Regions from separate parts of the Sus scrofa genome. Here region 1 is linked to region 2. A link is a contact called in public HiChIP or PLAC-seq data. All regions are on one chromosome and are shown on one strand. The core of a region is the stretch at or near the end of the contact, and the rest is flanking DNA. Distances in the headings are between cores, read along the strand shown.

The links. HiChIP or PLAC-seq counts read pairs in DNA pulled down with a chosen protein or histone mark.
Region 1: a contact with region 2 is called in an H3K27ac HiChIP or PLAC-seq map of alveolar macrophages. The contact joins two enhancer-like sites. A contact is called at or near these places in 1 of 5 promoter capture datasets (fetal liver) and 2 of 2 datasets of contacts at active chromatin or transcription factors (alveolar macrophages and skeletal muscle).

The regions. Positions count from the first base shown.
Region 1 is chr1:113,588,663-113,593,139 of Sscrofa11.1, forward strand. All of the region lies in intron 4 of LOC102158936 (a long non-coding RNA gene), which reads left to right. It also overlaps a transcript of LIPC not described here. Among named protein-coding and RNA genes, the nearest start is that of LIPC, 7.2 kb to the left of the region's middle. Within about 2 kb of position 1,964, at least 2 of the 83 cell types and tissues checked have an H3K27ac peak or open chromatin away from gene starts, as enhancers often do. A contact at or near this core is called in alveolar macrophages, where this site is marked.
Region 2 is chr1:113,451,188-113,455,474 of Sscrofa11.1, forward strand. LIPC (lipase, hepatic) reads right to left here. Exons shown (of 9, transcript NM_001143714.1): 6 at 1,823-2,068. All of the region lies in intron 1 of LOC102158936 (a long non-coding RNA gene), which reads left to right. Among named protein-coding and RNA genes, the nearest start is that of LIPC, 130 kb to the right of the region's middle. Within about 2 kb of position 1,659, at least 38 of the 83 cell types and tissues checked have an H3K27ac peak or open chromatin away from gene starts, as enhancers often do. A contact at or near this core is called in alveolar macrophages, where this site is marked.

The sequences.
Region 1 (4,477 bases), core at 714-3,213, 140 kb after region 2:
TACCCATCAACCCTCCACTGTCAAGATGAAATTTACAAAGTTTGCAGGCTCAAACATTGGAAAATGACTACCTTCCCCCACGTCTGATTGGGACCACCAGGCTGCCACCAGGAAATTGACCAAACATTTGTTAGGTCACAGATCCATCTGTGTGGACATTCTTGTACCTTGCGGTAACATTACAAAAACAAGTAGAGACAGTTCTTTGAGTTGGCTTGGGGATGTCCTTATTAGGAAAGGCGTTGGGGGAGAGGGAGAGGGAGTGGGAAGAACTGGGAGTTTGGGGTTAATAGATGCAAACTATTGCATTTGGAGTGGATGAGCTGTGAGATCCTGCTGTATAGCACAGGGAACTATATCTAATCACTTGTGATGGAACATGATGGAGGGTAATGTGAGAAAAAGAATGTATATATATTTATATATATATATGACTGAGTCACTTTGCTGTACAGCAGAAATTGACAGAACATTGTAAATCAACTATAGTAAAAAATAATAAAAATCTAAAAAAATAAACAGAAAAGAAAAGGGGTTGGCCTGGAGCCTAACCTTTTCCTTATCTGCTTTTTTGTTTTTCTTTAAGACAAGCAAACAAATGAAAGGTGAAAATAAGGTTGCAGATGGTGTTTTAGACTATTTGAAAGAATGAAATGTGTCAAGCATTTTCAAGCAGATATTCATCCAAGATCATCCCACCTGCATTGATTTAACCTTTGCAGATTCAGGTCTTCATGGGCTCTGCCTCTGACTAGTTGTGTGACCTTGTGCAAATAGTGTAACCTCTCTTTGCCTCAGTTTTCTCATCTGTAAAATGGAAGTGTGAGAATGAAACATTATCACATGCAATGTGCTTGTAACAACTCTTGGCACAATCAGAGCTCATTTGATTTTTGTTAACAAGTGAGATAAAAATTACTTCCTCTGACGGGTGGGAAAACTGGGACTCTGAGGTTCCTTGTATAAGGCCACAGCTAATTATGTGGACTGGATCTAAGGACTTCTGGGTCCATGTAAACTCTGATACTCTCTCCTTCCCAAAGTCTAAAGTGAATTGCACAGGGGCCAAGAGCCGAGATCTCCTTCTACGTTTAATTGTATGTTTCCTGCTCTGTGGTAGCCCATTTATTCTCCCCATCGGAATTTCAGCTGGTTTGTGAGACAATGAAAGAAAGAAGGAAAGGAAGAAAGAGAAAGAAAGAAAGAAGGAGAGAAAGAAAAAACCAGGGCTGCCTTTTTTGTGACTGGATACTCTGGAATAATAATGCATTTTATGATTTTAGTAGTTCCAGTATTATGGAAACTTTTTTTTCTCTATTTGCATTATGCTTGGAAGCAGAAGGAAGGAAAGATGTAAGGTGGCTTTAAACAGCCAGATAGACATGGACCTTTGCTGGCTCCTTCAAGTTTGACAAGGGCTTTCTCCCCTGTGGGAAAGAGGTGGGCATAGAATAGGCTCTGTGCCTGAGTTCTCCAGCGGCTTCGGGACGTGATTAGGCTTGGTGAGGGGTGATCATGCTGGGCTCTTCTGGGAGACCAACCAAGCTATGAACTGAATGGGCTGATTGCAGTAACTGAAGGGCACAGTTTGGGAAGGTGGGCCATCAGCGTAGCAGCTCTGTTTCTCTGGGCCCCAGTGCTTCTGACTATGAGATAGCCAGGGGCACTGTCCTTGTTCTGGGTATCAGGCAGGAACGGGGCTCCACTCAGATCAAAATGCCCCAGTCCTCTCTACAGCAGCTTGTGGTTGGTCCGTGTCACATGCTCATCTCACCAAAGATTTCTGAAGTTAGCAAGTGAAGTCCTTGGCTGCAAAAAATCAGGACTGGTTCCCAGTGTCTACTTTAAGTGCTGCCAGTGGCTTATATTTTTCCATAGGGTATCTTGCTGTCATGGTTAGTCATCAATTCCTAGACAGGCTTAGAAGTCAGGGGTTAATAGTTCAGGGGCCAACTCCCAAAGACGCCAGACTGTGTGATGTCATCGAAACCTCAGGAACCTATGATGACGCATGTATGATTATGCCCTTTATAGAGAGAGGAAAACTGAGGCTTTGGGAGGTTACTGAGTTGTCCAAATCCATATTCTAGTAAGTGGTGGAATAAAATCTGAATTACGTTTGTCTAACTCACAAGCACACACAACAAAAGTAGTTTTACCAGGTGTAGTAGGAAATGGCTGTGAGAGCTTTGTGGATCTAAGGTTAAAAAAATGGAATTGAGTTGTGCTTTTGCCCTCTGATAAAGATGTAGATCATGTGTTTATTATTAATGTTATTTTCAGAACAAATGTTCTCAAGCCTTTTCTCAGCTATTTAATGGAAAGAGCCTAAAACACTTAGCCCATGAAACAGAGCAGAAGATAGAAATAATGGAGACATAATGGTGGTGATACCGGAAAAATGATACCGGAATCCGGGTTCTTGTTCACGGCAGTCGAAGAATGAACTCTGGGAACACACATGCAGCAAGCAAGCAAAGGCTTGTTAAAGGAAAGCAAATAGCTCCCAGGGCTGCTGGGAGGGGGAGAAGAGCCCCCACTCTCTATTGTCCCATAGGAGTTTTTATTCCTTAAAGATGGGGGGGTACCAATGTGGGGGTCCAGAAAGATGGGGTTTTCTCCCATTGGCCTTGCTCAATTACCCATATCAGTCCTTATCCAATAGGGCTTATAGGGGTGGAAATGTCCTGTAGGTCTCATGGTTTCTTTGTCCTTTTCTTCCCATAAACTTAGTCACAGGGGATTAGAGATTAATGTCCATCTGGGCATAGGTACACTCCCTATAGTAAACAAGGCCTGTGGGGATGTTACTCCCTGGAGCCCTTAAGCAACAAATGTTAATCAATAGCCATATTAAAGAATATATCAAAGCCCATGTTTCTACACTGACTACCTGAATTAATATTCTGCCTCACTAGGATGGAATTTTATAATTTATACACAGATTAATTTTCCCAATCAACAGTAAAAAAAAAAAGACCAGCCAAGATAAGGGGACTGGAGCCTTTGCCCAGAAGTTTTGGCATGGAGATAACAGAATGTTTGACAGGAAATTGTCAGGGTGAGACTATGCTACAAAAGATCTAATTTACACACCATCACCATTTGGGTTGGGTCATGCCTAAGTCCTCCACAATGCAACCATGAGATGCTCTGACATGCTTTGATAATTCTAAGACAATTTTTTTAAAAAAGGTAAAATCATGACTCTCATTCAGAAATAAAGTTGAACATAGGGTATTTTATTTAACTTACTAATGTGGAAGCTGGTAAGGGTATTACAAGCAGTTCAAAGGAAAAGCCAAATCCCTCACAAATTTATATGGATGGGAGTTCCCTTTGTGGCTCAGTGGTTAACGAACCTGACTAGAAACTGTGAGGATGAGGGTTCAATCCCTGGCCTCCCTCAGTGGGTTAAGGATCCGCCGTTGCCATGAGCTGTAGTGTAGGCCACAGACGCAGCTCAGATCCTGAGTTGCTGTGTGGCTGTGGCATAGGCCAGCAGCTACAGCTCCGACATCTAGCCTGGGAACCTCCACACACCAAGGTGAGGCCCCCCCCCCAAAAAAAAAAATTAAAGGGATAAAGAGATGAAATGAATGGGCCAATCAAATGGAAGCACAACTAGCTTCTAGGGCAGTCAATCAAACTGTCACAGAGCAGCATGGAACCTGCATTTTGTGTTGCTGTTAGTTATCTACAAAGCACACTGTTGTAAAATGCCTCAAGGGCAATTGACAAAAGAATCAGATAACTCAGCAAGGTTGTGCTATGTGTGGACAATGCACAGGTTTCTATTGAAGTACAACATTTCCCCTGTAATTCCTATTGTTAAAAAATGATAAAGGAAGTATTTAGCTGCAGAATTTGAAGATAACAGGTAAAGGTTCCTTCAGGAGGAAAGGCTGTCTCTTGGTATTTGTCTCTTGAGTGGAGGCTTTGTGATAACAGAAAACTGGATTTCCTTGCTGCCTTCTCTCTTTTTGTTCCTATTAGCAGGCAAGTTATTTAAAATCTTTATGTCTCAGTTTCCCCACTTGAAAGTAGGGACAGTACTATTATTTTCTTTAGGGTTTGGGGGAAGAATAAGCCAGAATAATTCATGAACTGTGCCTAGCACAGTGCCCAGCAGGATACACACCAGCTATTCTTATTTTTATTGATTGTAGTCTTTCAGTGTGTTTTAATTCCTCTTGCACTTTTGTCTTCCTTCCCTTTCTCTTTTTCTGTCCGTTTAACTGACTATAATAAAGAACAGGAAATCTATTTATAGTATTTTTGAAAAAAAGTATAAATAGGGTTGATGCTTCTTGGACTTGATTTTGAAATTAACTGCGTACGTTATGCATTCCTTTGTATTAAACAAAAAAGCACACTCCAAAAAAAATTTGCTTTCTTGTTTTTGAATAATTCCCATCATCAGTTTTAGACCAGCTAATCCTGACTTTAAATTGAAAAATGTGGCTCCAGGAGTTCC
Region 2 (4,287 bases), core at 409-2,908:
TCCTCATTTCAGAGGCACAGCCCTGCCCTGGAAGGTGAAAAAGGACGCTCTTTCTTTCTAGCTGATCCCAGGGCAAAAGCAAGACCCGCTACACACACACACACACACACACACACACACACACACACACACACACACACACGACGACCCCCCCCCCCGCCCCGACACACACCCTCCTCCCTCCCTTGCCTCCACAGTCAGACCAGGGGTGGCTCACTGAGGTAAAAAAAAATCACTTGACTTCTGATTTGGAGGCCTGAGTCTAAATGCTGGCTCTGGCAGGAATTCCCTTGGTATCCTGGGCAAATGATTTTCTCTCATCTGTGCCTTGGTTTCCATGTCTGGGACATGATGGAGTTGAACCGTTTCTCCAAACAATAACATTCCAGGATTAAAGTCTATCCAGTGAAATCTGATTATGCAAGAAACTTAATCACTCCAGGTGGTTCCACCATTTAAAAGAGGAGCTGGTTAACCCAAATGAGTGTCTAATTGGCAGCCTGTGGCGGGGGAGCTCCCCAAAGCGAAGCGGGGAGGCCTTCCAAATTCCTTCACCTGCTCCAAGGCCTCAGGCTCCTCCACCCACTCAAGGACAGACAGCTGAGGGCACCCTCTGCCCCTCAGGCAAGAAAGATTCTGCCCTCATTCCAAGGGCTCTCAGAAGCTATCAGCTGCTCAAGCCAACTTCTGTCATTCCTGGGACTCATGGAGGGGAAATGTGGCTGGAGAGCAGTAAGTTCAGATAAACAGAGGAACCTAACATACAAGCCACCTGGGAGCTTGAACTTGGGAGTGCAGTCATGGAAGAAACGCTGGCCTGGCAGTCAGAGGGCAGCTGGGTCCTAGGCCATGTGGCCAGGTCACTGAACCCCAGCTTGGTTTTCCTCTTCTTTACCCTGGGACTGTAACCAACTCTGCCAGCCTGGCTTGGCTGTGGTGGGCACCATGAGGCCCAGGCTGCATCTAATGTTTGGTGTAAAATGCTGCACAAATGCAAAGCAGTGCTGACTGTGTTCATGTCTGTAGCTGCAAATACCTGCACAGTAATAATCACACAGCGCTGTGCTCCTCCCCCAGCTTCGAGTATGTGCTGTTGAAACTAGAAGATGCTAAATCACTCTCGAGCTGTTTTAAGGATTAGGCAGAAATGTTAATGGCAACAGATGTTGGCTTGTTCCCTGTAGGAGGATTTAGGCTGAGGGGAAGTAGTACTGCTGGCTTCAGCCCAAATCATGGCCAAGCCCTTTCTCTGACCTACTGTTCAACCCGGAGAGCAGAATGGGTGTGGTTTCTGCCCCGAGGTTGAGAAGCGGAACTTCATCTAGGGCTGGCCTGAATAGGACAATGATCTCTCGCAAGAAGAGCTGATTCAAACTTGAGGGGAAATGAGGAACCTCAAATGCAGCCTGCAGCCCAAGTTTCTCCTGGCAGCCCCGGCAGAGATGAAAGCGCTGGGTTCTCGTGGGTTTGCAGACACCCCCAGGGCCCTGTACAGTGAGTGAGACCTGGTTGGTCAAGGTAGTTGCTCAAGGCCTTCTGGATCTAACATTCTGGGACACCATGGAAATGGATGAAGACAAGCCAACCCCAGGATTGTCCCAGAAAGTATCACGCTTCCTCCTTCCGCACTTGGCAGCGAGGTGGCCACATTCTTGGAGAGTGAGAGAGTGGCTGTGTTGACAGCACAGTCTAGAATCGGTGCAGTGTCCAAAACACTCAAAGAGCAGAGCCTGAAGTCGCTCCAGGAAAAGACTTCAGGGAGCTCTGGCACCTTCGGACAGATGGCTACACCCTGGCCTTCTGAAGGCTCTCCCGCACTCACCTTTGAACGGGGGCTGGGCTCGAGTCATCAGGAAGAGGCTCTTGCTCTTCTTGCTCTGCTGCTCCTGGTGGGTGTAGTAACCCAGCGTGGTGCAGCGGCCCTTCTTGCAGCTCAGGCACAGGCCCTGGCTGAAGCTGTCCATGTCCTTGCACAGGTAGGCCGTGCTCTGCATGCCGGGGTGCAGCACGGAGTCGATGAACAGGTGCACTGACCGCTCGTGGGCACATTTGATGGTCCGGGTGATGGCTGGAACACAGGACAGGAGGGACATTATTGCCCCTTGGCCCGGAGGGTTGCCTCATTTCTTAGGGCAGAGAAATAGCACATTGAGAAGGAGGAGATTGCAGAGGTCAAGCCTCTGATGACAGTGGATGTGACAACTGAAAGCTCCACAAAGAGTAAACCCGTGGAAGCCACAGGGTAGAGGCATAATCCCAGGCTCTGAGGGGCTGCTGTATGTTACAGTAGGTGTTTTAATAGGAGCCCCAAGTCACTAAGAATATAATGAATTCTTTGAGCAAGTGGGATAGTGTAATTCATTTCAGAAATATTTTAGTCTCATATGGTTAAAAATGCACAAGTGCAGAGTTTCCACTGTGGCTTAGCTGGTTAAGAACCTGACATAGTGTCTTGGAGGAGGTGGATTCAATCTCTGGCCTTGCTCAGTGAGTTAAGGATCTGGTGTTGCCACAAGCTGTGGTGTAGGTTGCAGCTCAGATCTTGTGTTGCTGTGGCTGTGGTGTAGGCCTACAGCTGCAGCTCCGATTCAACCCCAAGCCTGGGAACAGCTATATGCTGCAGGTGCGGCTGTTAAAAGAAAAAAAGTACACAAGTGCGGATGCTTTAGGGGCCAGTTATCAGAACAGGCTTGTATGGAATGCCTCTGAATGAAGTTGGGTAAACCAATGCTCAGGCACGCTTGGGACGTGGCTAATGGTCTGATGAGAGCCGAGGCCTCCCCTGCCACGTCCCAAGGGAGCCAGTGCATGCCTGAGGTAAGTGGCCTGTGACACTAGCAGGGGGATTGGCTTGTAGAAGGACATGCCCCAATGATAAGGTCTGAATGGGCCTAACTCCAAACAGCAAGTTGAGGAGGTTTATCAACCAAAGCTTTTGACCTTTGGGGTGGGGTTTGTTTTGGGGTCTCTAAATCTTAATTTGATCTTAAGCGAAGTATGCTCTAGGAATGTTAGGAACCACCATGAGACAGGGCAAGTACCTCATGTGAAGGTGGAGTACAGGGAGCTTTGCCAGAAGCTGATTTCCCCAGGATTACTCATCTCAGTTCTTGGTGACTAGTGGCTATATTTGCTGAGTCTCCACCATGGGGCAGGCACTGCACCAACTGCCTGTCTGGATCTTTAAATCCTTGAGACAGCCATTACAAGTGAGAAAACTGAGCTTCAGGGACATTCACTAACTGACTCAAGCTCACCTAACCAGGTGGTGTTGAGGATGGTAAAGCAGTTATCTAGTGACTGAGGTAACAAACATAAGAGTGAAGAAAACTGAAAAACCACACCGCGCCCAGGGCGCGCTATGTCAACATACATGCTTTCATCAATCTGCAGTCTATCGCAAAAGAGAAAATGGCTATAGTTGGTTGGAGGTGCATTTGCCAGGCAAGGAGTTAATGAACACTGTCCTAGGGGTGTGTCAAGCTTAGGGAGGGTGCAGATCTGGGAAGAGGGCAGGAAGGTCATGGGGAACTGCTGGTGATGGGAGGGGTAGTGACTGGAGGAAGATGTCCTGATAAGAGGAAGTTCCTCAAAAGTTCTCTCAGGCGAGGGTGGGTGGAAGGCTGGGAGTCTGGCCAAAATGAGATAATGTTGGAGTGTGAAGGTCATTCTGATAGCTGAGCCCTGAAGGCAGTGGTATCATCACTAGAGGGTGTGTTCTCAGCTCAGTTTTAGATGACTGGGATGAGAAGGGAGGGTGAGGGGTGGGGGTTCTTCAGTTGGCTTAGAGTGGGTGAGTTGGCCTTTCTTTCTTTCTCTCTCTCTCTCTGTCTTTCTTTCTTTCTTTCTTTTTTTTTTTTTTGGGCTGTACCCATGGCATATGGAAGTTCTCAGGCTAGGGATCAAATTGGAGCTGCAGCTGCCAGCCTACTCATAGCCACAGCAATGCCAGATCCAAGCCACATCTGTGACCTATATTGCAGCTCATGGCACTGCTGGATTAACCCCCTGAGCGGGGACAGGGATTGAACCTGCACCCTCATGGATACTAGTCTGGTTCGTTACTGTTGAGCCATAACAGGAATGCTGGCATTCCTTAATCAGGGTGATATTTTATAATAATGAGACATTTGGAATGCCTATGAAAGGTATGGTTTCTGCTGACACTTTTGTTCTTTAATCCTGCACCTGTTATCAATGTGCACATTAATGTTGTGGTTTTAGGGTTTGAGAGAGAAGTGGGATCACAACACAGATAATGCCACATTCAGTTTCTGCCCTGAGATG